Linked DNA regions of Sus scrofa: regions 1 and 3 are each linked to region 2. Evidence: chromatin contacts called from public Hi-C and targeted proximity ligation data. All regions are on one chromosome and are shown on one strand. The core of a region is the stretch at or near the end of the contact, and the rest is flanking DNA. Distances in the headings are between cores, read along the strand shown.

What was found. A called contact is a pair of places that touch in the nucleus more often than the background predicts.
Region 1: a Hi-C map of fetal skeletal muscle shows a contact between it and region 2, with 2.2 times the contacts expected there. A contact is called at or near these places in 1 of 47 Hi-C or Micro-C datasets (fetal skeletal muscle) and 1 of 2 datasets of targeted methods (skeletal muscle).
Region 3: a contact with region 2 is called in a targeted proximity ligation map of alveolar macrophages. A contact is called at or near these places in 2 of 47 Hi-C or Micro-C datasets (alveolar macrophages and retroperitoneal adipose tissue) and 2 of 2 datasets of targeted methods (alveolar macrophages and skeletal muscle).

Annotation. Positions count from the first base shown.
Region 1 is chr3:97,177,520-97,182,312 of Sscrofa11.1, reverse strand. All of the region lies in intron 38 of THADA (thyroid adenoma-associated protein), which reads right to left. Among named protein-coding and RNA genes, the nearest start is that of ZFP36L2, 20 kb to the left of the region's middle.
Region 2 is chr3:96,919,651-96,924,624 of Sscrofa11.1, reverse strand. THADA (thyroid adenoma-associated protein) reads right to left here. Exons shown (of 40, transcript XM_021088406.1): 21 at 4,766-4,924; 22 at 3,000-3,101; 23 at 2,945-2,997. Among named protein-coding and RNA genes, the nearest start is that of THADA, 50 kb to the right of the region's middle.
Region 3 is chr3:97,306,688-97,311,225 of Sscrofa11.1, reverse strand. No RefSeq gene overlaps it. Among named protein-coding and RNA genes, the nearest start is that of ZFP36L2, 110 kb to the right of the region's middle.

The DNA of each region.
Region 1 (4,793 bases), core at 2,108-4,607, 260 kb before region 2:
AGTGGGGAGGCGGGGGAGGAGAGATTCAGATGAAGAGGAAATCTGGGAAGAAGCAGGTTGTTTTTGACCTTGAGGATGTTTTGATCTCGCCATGAATGTTGCTGGTGAAAACAATCAACATAAAACTAGACTGACGATGGCTGAATAGCACATGATAAAATTTATGACAACTGGCCAAAGATGTCTTTTTGTGACACTGAAAACTGCAAATAATAACAATAACAACTGGAGGGGAAATGTGACCTGGTGGAAATAAATATCCAAACACAAACAAATAAACGCAACCCCTGGAGTTCTTCTGTGGCACTGTGGGTTAAGGATCTGGCGTTGTCACTCCAGCGGCCCCCAAACCCCTTCCAAACCAAAACTGACAAAATCTAAAACCAGCTATGGTAAAACTCGTATTGAGTAAAATTATTGACCAAAAAGTAAATCTTCATTGTTAAGTTTATAGGTAAAAGAATTAAAACTTAAGAAAATAAGGCAGAACATTAGAAAATTTTAACTTTTCTATGTGGAAAATGGATGAAGGAATTAAATTGGTCTGATAGAGTTACGGTGAAAAATAATTTATTGGTTTTTTTTTTGTCTTTTGCCTTTTTTTTTTTTTTTTTTGTCTTTTTGCCTTTTCTTGAGCCGCTCCCGTGGCATATGGAGGTTCCCAGGCTAGGGGTCGAATCGGAGCTGTAGCTGCCGGCCTATGCCACAGCCACAGCAACGGCAGATCCGAGCCGCGTCTGCGACCTACACCACAGCTCATGGCAACGCTGGATCCTTAACCTGCTGATTGAGGCCATGGATGGAATCCGCAACCTCATGGTTCCTAGTTGGATTCGTTTCTGCTGCGCCAAGACAGGAACTCCAGAAAATAATTTCTTGATGAAAACTGATCAATGTTAGTATAATTCAGATTAAAAATCTGTATTTACATGAGTTGCCATGTCCTCCAGGTCAAAATGGTGAGGCCAAAATACACTGAACTCGTTTTGAGATTTCTGTGGGCTTGAAGGGACAGAAAGGAAGCGAGTCTCCTCTAAATTTCGTCCTCAGAGTTCCTTTCTTGTCCCTGGCATCCCGCCTCTGGTCCTCACCTCTGTATCCACAGTCACCTGTCCTGACAACTGCACCTGTCCACCCCCGCTCTGAGGTTCACCCTCACACGTCCTCCTTTGGAACAAGGGCAACCTTCCAACCTGCCTCCTTGCTTCCAGTCTTGTCTTCATTGTCTCCAAGCCATCCCTCCTCTACCCTGTGGTCCGGGCAATCTTTCTAACCCTTTGTTTTAAAGGTCTCCAGTGAGAGTTCCCTGGTGGTCTAGTGCTTGGGATTTAGCACGTTCGCTGCTATGGCTCAGGTTCAATCCCTGGTCTGAGAACCGAGATCCCACATCAAGTACCGCACGCTGCTGAGGCCAAAAAAAAAAAGCTTTTCAGTGGCTCCTTGAAGCCAGAGTGTCTTAACTCCTTAGCAGAAGGGTTCATTCTGCCTGGCTCCCCTGCCCCCATAGTTACGGGAATAAGTAAGTTCCTGGCCCTCCTTTTTCATGCCCCATCACGAGTGCATGGGCCATACCAGCCATGCAGGTATTAGCTTCCCATCTTCCTTCACTCCAGGCTGTTGAGTCCCTATCTTACTAAGTTCTTGCCTTGCCTGAGTCCAGCCTTTTCAGTACCTCTTTGGTGACTTCTTCATTTCCAGAAAGACTCCTGCTTCCTCTGGCTTATTCCTTCAGTTTCTCTCTAGATCTAGCAGGATGAGGTCAATGTGTCTTAGAGGGTGAGGAAGGGGTGGTCCACCCCTGTTATTCCTCGTCAGAGCAGACCTAGGAGACTCCGTCAAGAAAGGACCGCCAGTTTCTCAAAGTTAAACACAGAACTGCCATATAATCCAGCAACTCTAGCCCTAGGTATACATCTAGAAGAACTGAAAATAAGTACTCAAACAACCGCTTGTGCATGAATGTTCACAGCAGCGTTATTCACAGTAGCCAAAAGGCGGAAACAACCCAAGTATCCATCACTGGATGAAGGATAAACAAAATATGGTACATCCATACTACACATTATTACTTGAGCATAAAAATAAATGAAGCACTGCTACATGCTACAATATGGATGACGCTTATAAACACTCTGCCTAGTGAAAAGAGCCAGGCAGGAAGGGTCATACATTATATGATTCCATTTCTATGAAATAGCCAACATAGAGAAATTCAGAGACTCAGAAAGCAGATTGGTGGCTGCAAGGGACTAGGAAGGGAGGGGAGAATAGGGAGTGACTGCTTCATGGATACGGGATTTTTTTGGAGGGTGATGAAAATATTCTGGACCTACAGGGTGGTGATGGTTGCACAATATTATGAATTACCAAATGCCACCGTGTGGTATACTTTAAAATGGTTAATTGCATGTTACGTGAATTTCACCTTAATAAAAAAAAAATACAGAAAGAAAAGATCTCCTTGGGGACGGAGCCAGAGGGTGTGCCAAGAATAGAGGATGGTGGGAAATTCAATTTTATACCCTTGTGTCTTTAAATTAAAGGGGGTGGGGTTAAGAAAAGGGCTCCTCAGTGAGTATTGCTCCCCCGGACACATGTCCCAAAGACTAGCCCTGAGCAGGGGTGGGAGGGGTGGACAGATGGAGGGGTACATAGGGCTCGAAAGAGGCGAAGAGGGGCCAGCCCTCCCTCCCTGCTGCTGGTTGGCTCACCCAAGGACAGAGGTTTAGACTCAGAGGGCTGGAAAGGGGGCAGGCAGAGGAGGGTGGTCTGAACAGCCACTGCGGAGGGAACCCTTGTTTTCCTACACCTCATCACGTTTGCTAAGAAAGCAAGACATTTTATGTCTAGAAGCACCTGCAAGGTAAGACTCATATGTAAGTGGATCCTGTGAAATAGACTTTTATGCAGAGAGCAGAGATCGGATCACAAAGCCATAAGGAGAAATCTCTTTACCCGAATTACACAGACCCACTCGTCTGGTTTCCATTTCATTGCCTGAGTCTGTTTTATAGTTGTGCTTTTTCATGAAAGCTTTTAAGGGAGGCTATTCCCTGATGTCATGCAAAAAAAATGTCTGAATACAATTACATTACGGAGCAGCACTCTTGGAAGAGAACACAGACACGAAGCTCGCTGGTGTCCTGTTTCCTTCCCCTTAAAAGCTATTTGTCTGTTCTCTAAAAACAGAAGCCCCCAAACCCGAATCCCAGGACCCTCTATCTGTCACAATGCCCAGCAGCACTGATTTGGGAAATGCACGCAGAACTGGGGACCCCCGGGGAGGTGGGAAGGCTGTCAGGGAGCCGTGTTCAGCTCTGGTGACCAGCACACAGTCCTGAGCCACCTTGTCTCAGGTCACACATTTTACAATCAAGGGGAGGGAACAGAGCCCCCTGCTATGGGCTCTCTCAGGAATCGCCTATAAAACCTCCTCTCATTTCCTCCCTATCCTCATGCTTTATTCAGACGCGCCCCAAGGCTCGGGGAATGGGTTTCCTTAAAAGCTACTAGGAAAAGTGCTCTTAATCCAAATCTGCTCTACTGTGAGCACACTCTCCATGTTTTTCATCCTTTCCCTAGCTTTCTGGTCCTGGCAGAAGCTGCCATACTCCTCCCTTTCCAGTAGAGGCTGTTCCTTCTTTGCTTCATCTCTGACTCAGGCCGATCAGCAAACGCCTTCTACCTCTACACGATCCCCTCGCCTTCCCACTCAACCATCTCTTTGAAGTCCCTACTATGAAAATTCAGAGACTCTGAAAGCAGATTGGTGGCTGCAAGGGACTGGAAAGGGAGGGGAGACTAGGGAGTGGCTGCTTCATGGATACGGGATTTTTTTGGAGGGTGATGAAAATATTCTGGACCTACAGGGTGGTGCCTCCTAACTGAACCGCTGTATAAACTGTCCCAACCTTCTCCCTGTCCCTATATCTTTACTCCCTTAACCACTCATTCTTCCAGATAATCTTGTTTTCTACAAAAGACATTCAGCATAAGCTCAAACTTCTGTCCTCCCCCACTTGAAAACGTCTCTAATGATTCTTTTGAAACATTAGCTTGAAAGCAGAGCAGGGTCTGGGAAACGCAGTGTTAGGACAGGAGAGAGAGCCTGGAGAGGGAGGAGGAGAGCCTGCAGACATATGGGAGAAAAGGGCGCCGTGGCTGGAGGAAGGTCCTGGGGATGGAATGAGCTGCTGCACAAAGGATTCATGGACATGAAGGAGCATTTTTTTGCTGAGTTTGAAGGGGGCCGGATAAGAAGATTGATGACTGTTACAGAGTGGCCTCCTCCTTACTTTTAAACTCCTTGAAGCTGGCTTCTGACCTTCCCACTACTGGACCTTCTCTCTCAACTCTCACTTAGGACATTTCCTCCATCCTTATTCTCTTTGACCAGATCTTTTGATGGTGAGCGGCATGGCTGACCAACTCTGTCCTTGCTCATTTTTCCTTAGGTGAGTTCATGACAATGGAACCTCTTGGTCTTCTTGATGGGGCTTGGTTACTTCCTTGGCTAGCTCCTCTCCCAAACTATTACCAGAGTCTTCTACAAATGCTCCCTTACCTTTAATTTCTCTCTCTCCCCACCCCTAATCCATCCATTTATCTCCCTCTTTCAATATATAGTTACTGATCCCCTACCATGTGCCAAGCACATGGCAGCTATTAAACTGTAGCTGAATTAATCTTAATGTATAGCTCTGATCATGTTACTTATTTGTTCAAAAGTTTTTACTGGTTTTCTGGTGCAAATGATATCCAGATTCACTGCCGTGGCTCTCCCAGTTTCCGTG
Region 2 (4,974 bases), core at 790-3,289:
ACAAGGGAGCTGGATACTATCATCTCTGGGCTCCTTCCAGCTCTAAGGCTCTGTGACTACAGCTCTGAATACGCAGAATTACAAACGTGCACCAGATCTTCTCCTCACACTGCAGCAAAAATCCCCCAATTAGAGGCTCACTACCTGCTGGCCTGTTATAAACTACATTCACATTTGAGGGCTGAAGATGTTACTCCTGTAACCAAGGGCTGTAATATCAGCAAGTGAGTTTCAAAAGAAATCCTCCCTGTTGTCTACTTGAGAGGCCCCAATTTTCAAACTAACAGAATCCTGTTACTTTTCCAATGGTGAAGGGTGAGCGGGAAGCAAGAAAAGCACCAGACTGAACATCAGTATTTCAGGTTGTAAAGAAAAGCTTCTTTTGTCCATCAAGAGAAAAGATCAGTTATTACGATTCTTGGGGATAAGAAATCCATGTTCCAAATTCTCCCCCCACAACAGGGAGCATTCCACCTGCAAGTCACTCCAGCGACTATCTGCAGGTCTGTTGTGGTCACATTCACCGATGCTGCTGACTTAAATTAGTAGCTTTTCCTCCTGGTGCACAGAAGACCTAGCAATGCCAGGGCGACTATGCCCTTGGAAGGGAGACCTTAGGTATGGCCCTGCCACTCCAGAGTAAACTACTTTCTTCTCTGTCATTTATTTTAACTTTTTGTTCATCTTTTTAAAGTTTTCTTGAAGTGTAGTTAATTTACAATGTTGTGATAATTTCTGCTGTACAACAAAGTGATTCAGTTAAACATAAACACATATCCATTCTTTCTCGGATTCTCTTCCATATAGATCATCACCGAATACTGGGTAGAGGTCCCTGTGCAATACAGCCAGTCCCCGTTGGCCAGTTATTTTATATGCCACACTGTGCACATGCTAATCCCAAACCTCCAATGTTGCTATTTCCATCTCTTAAAAGTACTGAGTACATGGGAATGCGTTTAGTTTAAGTGAATTTCATGGAGCAAAATTTTAATGTTTAAAAGCAGGAATTCTCTAATAATATGAATAATGCTAACGTCTTGATGACTTTCATTTCTCATTGACTAAATGCTCCTAAACTGAGGCATTTTTAAAGTAAAATTTAGCATGATCAAGCCTAAAATTTTCCACAGAGGGCATAGTTTCAGTGTCAGAATAGTGCTATCACACACACTCTTAGGCACTCATTCAGTCATGAATTTCCTCTCAAGCATATATATGTGGGGTCACCACAGAAAAGGTGACGTGGAGAGATGATCTCATTAGAATGGAAATGGGCATTTTACAGAAAAACAAGATTTTATTTCTTTCTCTTTTTTTTTTTGGACTTTATAGGGCCGCATGTGTAGCACATGGAAGTTCTCAGGCCAGGGCTCAAGTTGGAGCTGCCGCTGCTGGCTTACACCACAGCCATAGCAACTTGAGATCCGAGCCACACGTGTCCTCATGGATACTAGTCTGGTTCTTTAACTGCTGAGCCACGATGGGAACGCCTATGGATTCTATTTCTTACTCAAGAAAACAGTCATTAGAAGAGTTCTTTGGTTTATAAGAGCCTCCCTTCATTACTGTTGTTGTTTTTACAAATAGCTATTTTATATTAATTTGCATTTAAAAATTAATTCACAATTTTAACATGGATATCCCACATAACTTTGTAAGACTGGGGTGCTCTGTAAAGGTGTCAAGGCAAAATGATTTTTGCAGGACGCTTTCAGGTCTTTCTCAGCTACAGTAAAAGAGAAATCTGTTTCCTTAATTTTTTTTTTTTTTGAACACTAGCCAACAAACCCAGAAAACTGGATATTTTAAGTTGTCCTTGAAAAGTTGAGAAGTCAAGGGGCTCTAGCACATGTTTACTTCACATCAGTGAAGTAATCATTAATCATAGCTGGATTCCTCAGCAAAGATGTTGGCATTGGCACTCTAGCCAGTCACCGGCAATGACTGCAAGTAACTCTAGGTCACTGACGCCTATTTGATTTGGAAGAGAATAAGGAACATAACGATGCTGGCAGTGTCCTGTTCCCTTTCGCCGTCCTCCATCTCAGAGCCTTGCAACATCAGGGGCCCAGCTGTTATCCAGATGCAAGCACATCAGCCACAGAGAGTGTGAGAATAAAAACATTAGCAGTATTTCCACGAAACCAGTCACATGGTTATTATAGAAATAATGAACATTAGCATACTACAATATTTGTGTTGTTCTTAAATGTTGTAACACCCGATGGAAGAAATCATCTTTACTTGGAAAAGGTTAAAAATGAAAGAACATGTTATATATCTTTGCTGGGAAATGGTGGGAAATGGATTTGTTGAAGCCCTATGGAAAGGAAGAGGGAATCAATTGAAAACAGAAATCTAATAAATCTAAAATATTTCTAAATGAAATGCTTGTGGTAGACTAATTTCTTGTAAACACAGCACTCAAGTTGCCTGAAAAGTCCCAGATGGTGAACTAACTTTGTGGTCTTAAAAATAAAAGTCAGCCAAAAAAACCCCAAGCAACTACAACTTTATCATCATCAATGTAGAGGGAAACAAGAAATCCATAATCAACTAACATAGTACTTTTTTTTTTTTTTGCAAAATTTGATGGGCATGTGAAGTTTTACTAAATAGAAGGTCTCATTTCAATTTAAAGTTTGTGTGTGTTAAATGGAGAAATAAAAATTTCAAATGATCAGATTGAGGTTAAAAGTGAAATAAAAATCTACCATTATTTAACATAACTTAGAAAAAGTACAATGTTTCTAAAAAGGCCACAGTTTTGAAATGTACTGCAAGGTCTAATTTCTACACTTTAGAGAACTTTCTTCGGTTGACATCTGTAAGATTTTATTCAAGAAGAAATTTTTAAAAGTTTTTCAGGTGGGTGATAAATAAGTTTGTGATTTATGCCTTGACCAGAAATTAAACCAGGTGGAATAAACATCTACCCTACCTGCTCCACTGTCAATAATCCATCAGGAGATTGTGGCACAGACCGCATGGGAGCAGCTGGCACAGGGAGCCTAAGAGTAAAGCGACTTCCTTCATGCTTCGCCAACAACATACCAGCACCATTTGAGCAGTTACATCACATGTTTTTCCTTCTTTACCTTAAAAAAAAAAAAAAAAAAAAAAAAAACTATTGCAACATTCGCCACTTGATTACTCACATCCCAGGTTTCTCAGAACAAGCTTATTCATAATTTCCCCAAGAATAATCAACTTGAACAAACCAATTTGTCATATGCTATATTTATTCAGGAAAAAATAACAAACATTTGTTGGGCATGTGCTATGAGTAGGAATCACGCTAAGTATTTTTTTAATGTACTATTTTCAAAGTAAATTTAAAAATAGAACACAACACTATCCCTCAAACCGAAGTCTAACCTTTGGAAATTAATGCAATAAACTCTTTCTGTCCCTCAATCATCTGTAAAATATGACTCTAATAAATATATTTCATTATTTGTTTTGGTGATGGGGGCTGGCTGCCATATCAGTAAAAGAACAGGATAGGACTTTCAAAATATTATTTAAATTCCATGGTCAATAAGCTATAATAATCCTTATTCTCTTTTTCTAGCTTTAGTAGTATTTTAGTGCTGATATTAAAAAAAAAAAAAAAAAAAAAAAAAAAAAAAAAAAATAAGCCATTAAATCTAAAAGTCAAGGAGTTTCTGTTTTGGCTCAGTGGTAACGAACCCGACTAGAATTCAGGAGGTCACAGGTTCAATCCCTGGTCTCGCTCAGTTCGTTAAGGATCCGGCACTGCCATGAGCTGTGGTGTAGGTCACAGACATGGCTCAGATCCAGCATTGCTGTGGCTGTGGCAAAGGCCGGCAGCTACAGCTCCAATTCGACCCCAGCCTGGGAACTTCCGTGTGCCGCAGGTGTGGCCCTAAAAAAAATAAAAATAAAAGTGAAGTTAACAAAACAATCTTTATAACATGATCCCATTGATCTTTTAAAAGCCCACTAAACTCAAAGGATAAATGTCCATACACTTAAATACGTAAAATAGGTCTAAAATGATATACACTAAAAAGGGAAGAAGTGGGATTGGGGAGGAAATAAAGAAATGAAAGAAAACAAAATTAATTTGTTTTTAGTTCATATTATTTGCAACTATTGTAACAAGCATACATTACTTCGTTTAATTTTAGAAAAAAAAAAGTTTTCATGAGACAATATCTCCATCTAGTGGAGGATGTAGAATACGTTATAAATCAGTAAGATATTACTGCTTCTGATGACTTTCTACAGCACGACAGAAATTACAAAAGAACAACTAATGAGAAAACAAGCAGTAAGAACTTGAATTTTGGAGGCTTGGTACAACAGAGTAGATCACATTCTAGTGAGTCATAAAGTTTGTTTCCTTGCAAAAGCAGCCTGACTAAGGACTCTCACAGCTGAACCATATCACTGGGAGGAGCAGACTGCTGCCCAAACCTGGGTTCACTGTGCATCACTGTTCCACCATCACCTGGCCGTCAAGACAGGTTTCAGCACCCAAAGGCTTTTTGTTGAAGCACCTTAAACGCTGCACTGGGGCACATCATTTTCTGGTAAAAATCTTATAAACTCATTCCCTAAAATAAATCATCTATAAGCTCAAGGAAGACTTTATTTTCTAGAAATGTCCTGCACACATCTGTAGCCTCCAATTGACTATACAGAAAGGGGGCATTTTGCACCTTTGCACGGATGATACCTTGAGTATCATAGTCACTCAAATACTGACTATGGTACTGATTTGATATATACATACCTTTGACTTCTGCAGAAGTATCAATATTCGGTACACTGGCATGCAAGGCCTCCAAATCAAAGCTATCACAGTCTTTCAAAATTTTGGCTTGATTGAAATAATCATTAGTATCTCGTGGCTGAATCTCATTCAGAATCGTCTGTAAGCGGCTTGCTGACTCTGAAGGAGAGAGATGAGAGTATAGAAAATCCCTTTTCCATATCATAGGC
Region 3 (4,538 bases), core at 891-3,390, 390 kb before region 2:
CTTGGGAAGAGAAGCTCTGCTGGGCACACTTCTGCTGGAGGCGCGATCTTCTGGGAGAGGCTCCGGGTCAAAGTTACGGTCCCCCCACCTCTGCCCCCTCACTCTACCCCCGCATACAGGGGCGTGGAGAAGGCTCGGCTTGGGGGCAGCGGAGTTCACCCTACAGGGGCCTGACGCTGATCGAGAGCACAGGGTCACCAGGCGCACCCTTGTCCTCCTTGGTGCTTGGGGCCTGGATCGTGGTTACAGGACAGTGAGACTGCTCCTCCCAGGTGCTGACAGGAGGAGGAGACTGAGGCCTGGGGCTCTTTAGTCAGGGCAGCTGGAGTGTTCTTCCTGCTGCTGCCCTGGATTCTGGACCCCTGCTTGGTCCCTGAGGGGTTGGATGCCTTCCTGGCCTTAAAGATGGGACATTTCAGGCCGCCCAGAGAAATCTCTGTGACCTGAGGGGAGGGGAAATGTCCCCCTTTAATTGGCCCCTGTCGTGGGCTGTGCTGTTTTTTTGTTTTGTTTTGTTGCTTTTTAGGGCCGCACGCATGGTATATGGAGGGTCCCAGGCTACGGGTGGAATTGGAGCTACAGCCGCCGGCCTACACCAGAGCCACAGCAACTCAGGATCCGAGCCATGTCTGCAACCTACACCACAGCTCACAGTAACATCGGATCCTTAATCCACTGAGCAAGGCCAGGGATTGAACCTGCAACCTCATGGATCCTAGTTGGGCTCATTACCGCTGAGCCACAACAGGAACTCCTGGGCTGTGCCATCTTGACGAAGCTCCTCCCTCTCACCATGTCCCTGTGCCCCTCAGAGGAAACCATTGGCTGGGCCTTTGGGCCAGAGCTGGGCAGGTTCCCAGCACCCTTGATGTTTGCTTCCAATCCAAGAAAAAGCTAGGCTCCCCAGCTGGGAACTCCTGCCCTCCCCCTTCTCCTTTTCTTTTCTCCCCCCTCCCCCACCCTTGCACTTTCCCCCAGCACCCCCCCAACCCCAAGAAGTTTCCAAAGTGACCACATGTGGGCCCAAATCAAACCCTTGTCCTCAGGCCTCTGCTGGCACTTCTCCCAGATCGCCCACCTTCCTCCTCCAGCTCCGCAGCCCGGCCACCCTCCTCACCCCTGCCCCCGCCATTCCTCTTTGTGGACAACTTTCTAAATGCAGCCAAACTTCCCCTTTCAGTCCACAGCCCCCAGAAAACAGCTGCAAAAAGTCAGCGGCTCGGCAAGTTCTCTTGCAAAGTTTGGCCGAGAGTAACAGCCACTCGTTCTAGCCATTGCCACCCTCTCCCAGGCTCAGAAGGCCAGTCTCCCCCTCCAGGAAACAGTGAGAAGCCCCCGCTCCAGTACTGCTCCCGGGGTCACAGTCTCCCCAGCAATCTAATCTAGAGAGAACTCCTGAAAGGGGCCCGGCTGAGGGTAGCTGGGGGAAGTTGACCGCCCGAAACCTGACGGGTTTCCTGACCTTGCCCAAGCCCTCTGTGACCCTGGGCACCTCACTTACTCCCCCCACCACTGCCCCCCCACACCCAGGCACAGGCCTCTCCTTTGGAGAACAAGGGATGGATACATTGGTTGATTTTCCAGGCCCCTTCCAAGTCTGAAATTCCACACATGGGTCGTTTCTCCCTAGGGTGCCCAGGGATGGGAGAGAAGCTGTGCCCAGGGACACCCGTCTCACTGAGGGTGGTCTGACCAGGCCTCCGAAAATGCATTCTTCGTCCTCTCGGTGACAGTCGGCCCCCTGTAAAAGAGAGGCTCTCACGCCCGAGTCTGATCAGAATCACCTGGGAAAACCACACCATCTCCGACCCCAGCTACACTCCGGACCAAAGAAACCAGAATCTCAGCTCAGGGCCTGGTCCTCAGTCTGTTTGGAAGGTTACTCAGGTGATTCTGAATGAGCAGAAAGAGTTCAGAACCATTGTGGAAAAGGCATCTAGAAACGAAAGAGGAAGCTGTAAGCCAGAGATGCCACATCTGGGTGCCACCTTCTCTGCTGAGAAGCTCTTGAGGCCAGTGGGATGGACTCCGTGAGTAGCGAGGCTTGTCTGTCGTGGATGGGTGGGGAGGGCTGTGGACTGCCCCTGGGGCTGCCCCGCTGCACCCCCACCCTGGCAGGATACTAGGTTCAGGGCCAGCTACTGGGTGCTGGCTCACTGGCTTGCCTGCTCCCTACCAGGCCCCCAAGGCCTCCCTGTGCCCCTCCAAGGCAGATGGCCCCAGGACTGTGGTCCGGGCCCTGGAAACCAACCTCACAAGAGGCAGGAGGCCCCAGGGCAGCTCGAGCCCTCTGAGGGCTTTGTGTGGATTGAGAAAAGGAAAATAGAGAAGGGAAACCGAAGCAGGGCCGAAGGCAGTGAAGGAGAAAAAGACAAGAGAAAGGGGAAGGACTCTGAGGTCAGAGAGTCATGTGAATGGCATTTAGGGAACAAAGCCCCCACTGCCCTGCCCCCTGCTCCCCCTTCATCCATCATCCTCTGGGCCTGGTAAGAAGCACTCTTCTGCCAGGGCCCTGGGCGCAGAAAGCATTGCTGCGCACACAGAAAGCCCAGATCCAGAAATCTGCCAGTTCTGAGTCTGTGAGCCCTGTCCATCCTCCCTCTGGGCAGAGCTAGCAAAGCCCTCCCTACCTGGCACTCTCAGATCCCTGCCTCCTTGGCTCGCGGCAGCCAGGGTCTCTCATCAGACATTGGCCATCAAATCTGGCCGCTCCCAGACCAAAGTAAAGGCTCAATCCAACTCCCAAGACACTTGGCATCGTACCAAGGAGATCCAGGTAATGCTGGTGACTAGCTGTGACCTTGAGCAAACCACCTCCTTCCCCTCCCCAGGCCTCAAGTGCCTGATCTTGTCTGCCTTTCTCTGATGGCACATTTGGAAGGAAGGCATGTCTCTGTATCCCCAGGGGTCAAGAGCCTGGGCTCTGAAGACAGAGACCTGGGCTCATCTCTTGGCTCTGCCACTTGCTGGAGTTTTAATCTCTGTGCCTCCATGTCCTCACTTGGAAGGTGACAGTTAATAGATGGACGGCAGAACATGAGAAGACATCACAGGTCCAAACCAACATGGGTCTCATCTCTAGAATAGCTTTGTCCTTTTTTTTCTTTTTTTTTTTTTTTTTTCGTTTTTGGCTACCCCATGACATATGGAGTTCCTGGGCCAGGGATCACATCTGAGCTGCAGTTGCAACTTAAGCCACAGTGGCGGCAACGATGGATCCTTAACCCACTGTGCTGGGCTGGGGATCGAACCTGCATCCTAGCACTCCAGAGATGCCACAGATCCCATTGTACCATAGTGGAAATTCCAAAAACCACCCTTCACAAACCAAAGAAGGAGATGGCAGACTGAATGGAAAACTGAGCAAAGGATACAAGCAGGCAGTTAACAGCTGCAAGAACCAACGCGAACAGGGTACCGATTAATGTATCAGAGAGGGAGGTACAAGTGACGAATGGGACAGAAGGGATGGTGATTCCCACCCTAGGGGTGATTTTGCCCCCCCCCATCCCCCACCACCACCAGGGGATGTTTGGCAATGTCTGGAGACTTTTTCTGTTGTCATAAGGTGGGGGTGCTATTGGCATTTAGTGGCTAGAGACCAGGGATGCTGCTGAACACTCCATAATGCCCAGAACAGCCCCCGTAACAAAGAAATATCTGACCCCAAATGTCAATGGAGTTGAAGCCTAGAGGATGGATAAACAGACAGGTGAAGGGGCCTGGCTAGGACAGTGAGCTGCTGAAGCATATGACTCATGAAAATAAATCCACTCAAAGGGCAATGATAATGGTCCCTAAGTGTTTGGCAGACAGTAGCAGTTTCGATTCATGTTCGATACTCTGCTGCTACGCTTTCCGTGAGGGGTCCGGACTCCTCAGCCCTCTTCCGATGCTCCAGCAGCAAAGCTGTGGACCTCAGGCTGGAGAGGGTGAGCAGTCACGGTGGGCAGCACAGCTCTCGCCCCTGCGCCCCAGAGGTGGGACGGGCGGGGGGGGGCAGCGGGAGCTATAGAAGGGCAGAGACGGAAAAAGGAAAAGAGGGGAGGGGTGCCTGGGCTGAGGAGCGAAGAGGAAGAGAAAGGAGACACTGCAAGCTTCAGAGTTTCACAACATCACAAAAATACCCAGAAAGTTGGGGGGGGGGGTTGCACAGGGAGAAGTTCAAGTTGAGCAACAGCTGTGGTTGTCTTCACAAATTCATGGAAAATCCTCTTTTCACCCTCTACGGGTGAGTGACGCTAGACCCTTAACCAACCCCGAAGTGGCCTAGAAAGGGTCTCGTCCCACCTCACCAGGTCTCACACCATCTCTTTCCTCGCCTCCCCCTCCTCCTTTTTCACTCGCCCTGGCTGGTCCTCCATCCCTGTTTTCCAGGATGGACACTCCCACTCCAGTCCCACTGGAGCCCTAAAGCAGTTGACGAGGTGCACACATCATCGTCATCACCATCTTAGCTGTTAGAAATCAGCATCTGGGAAGAAATCATCTGCTCTATGCAACAGGCCAAGAGATGCTCTAGGATCCTTAGAGTGGAG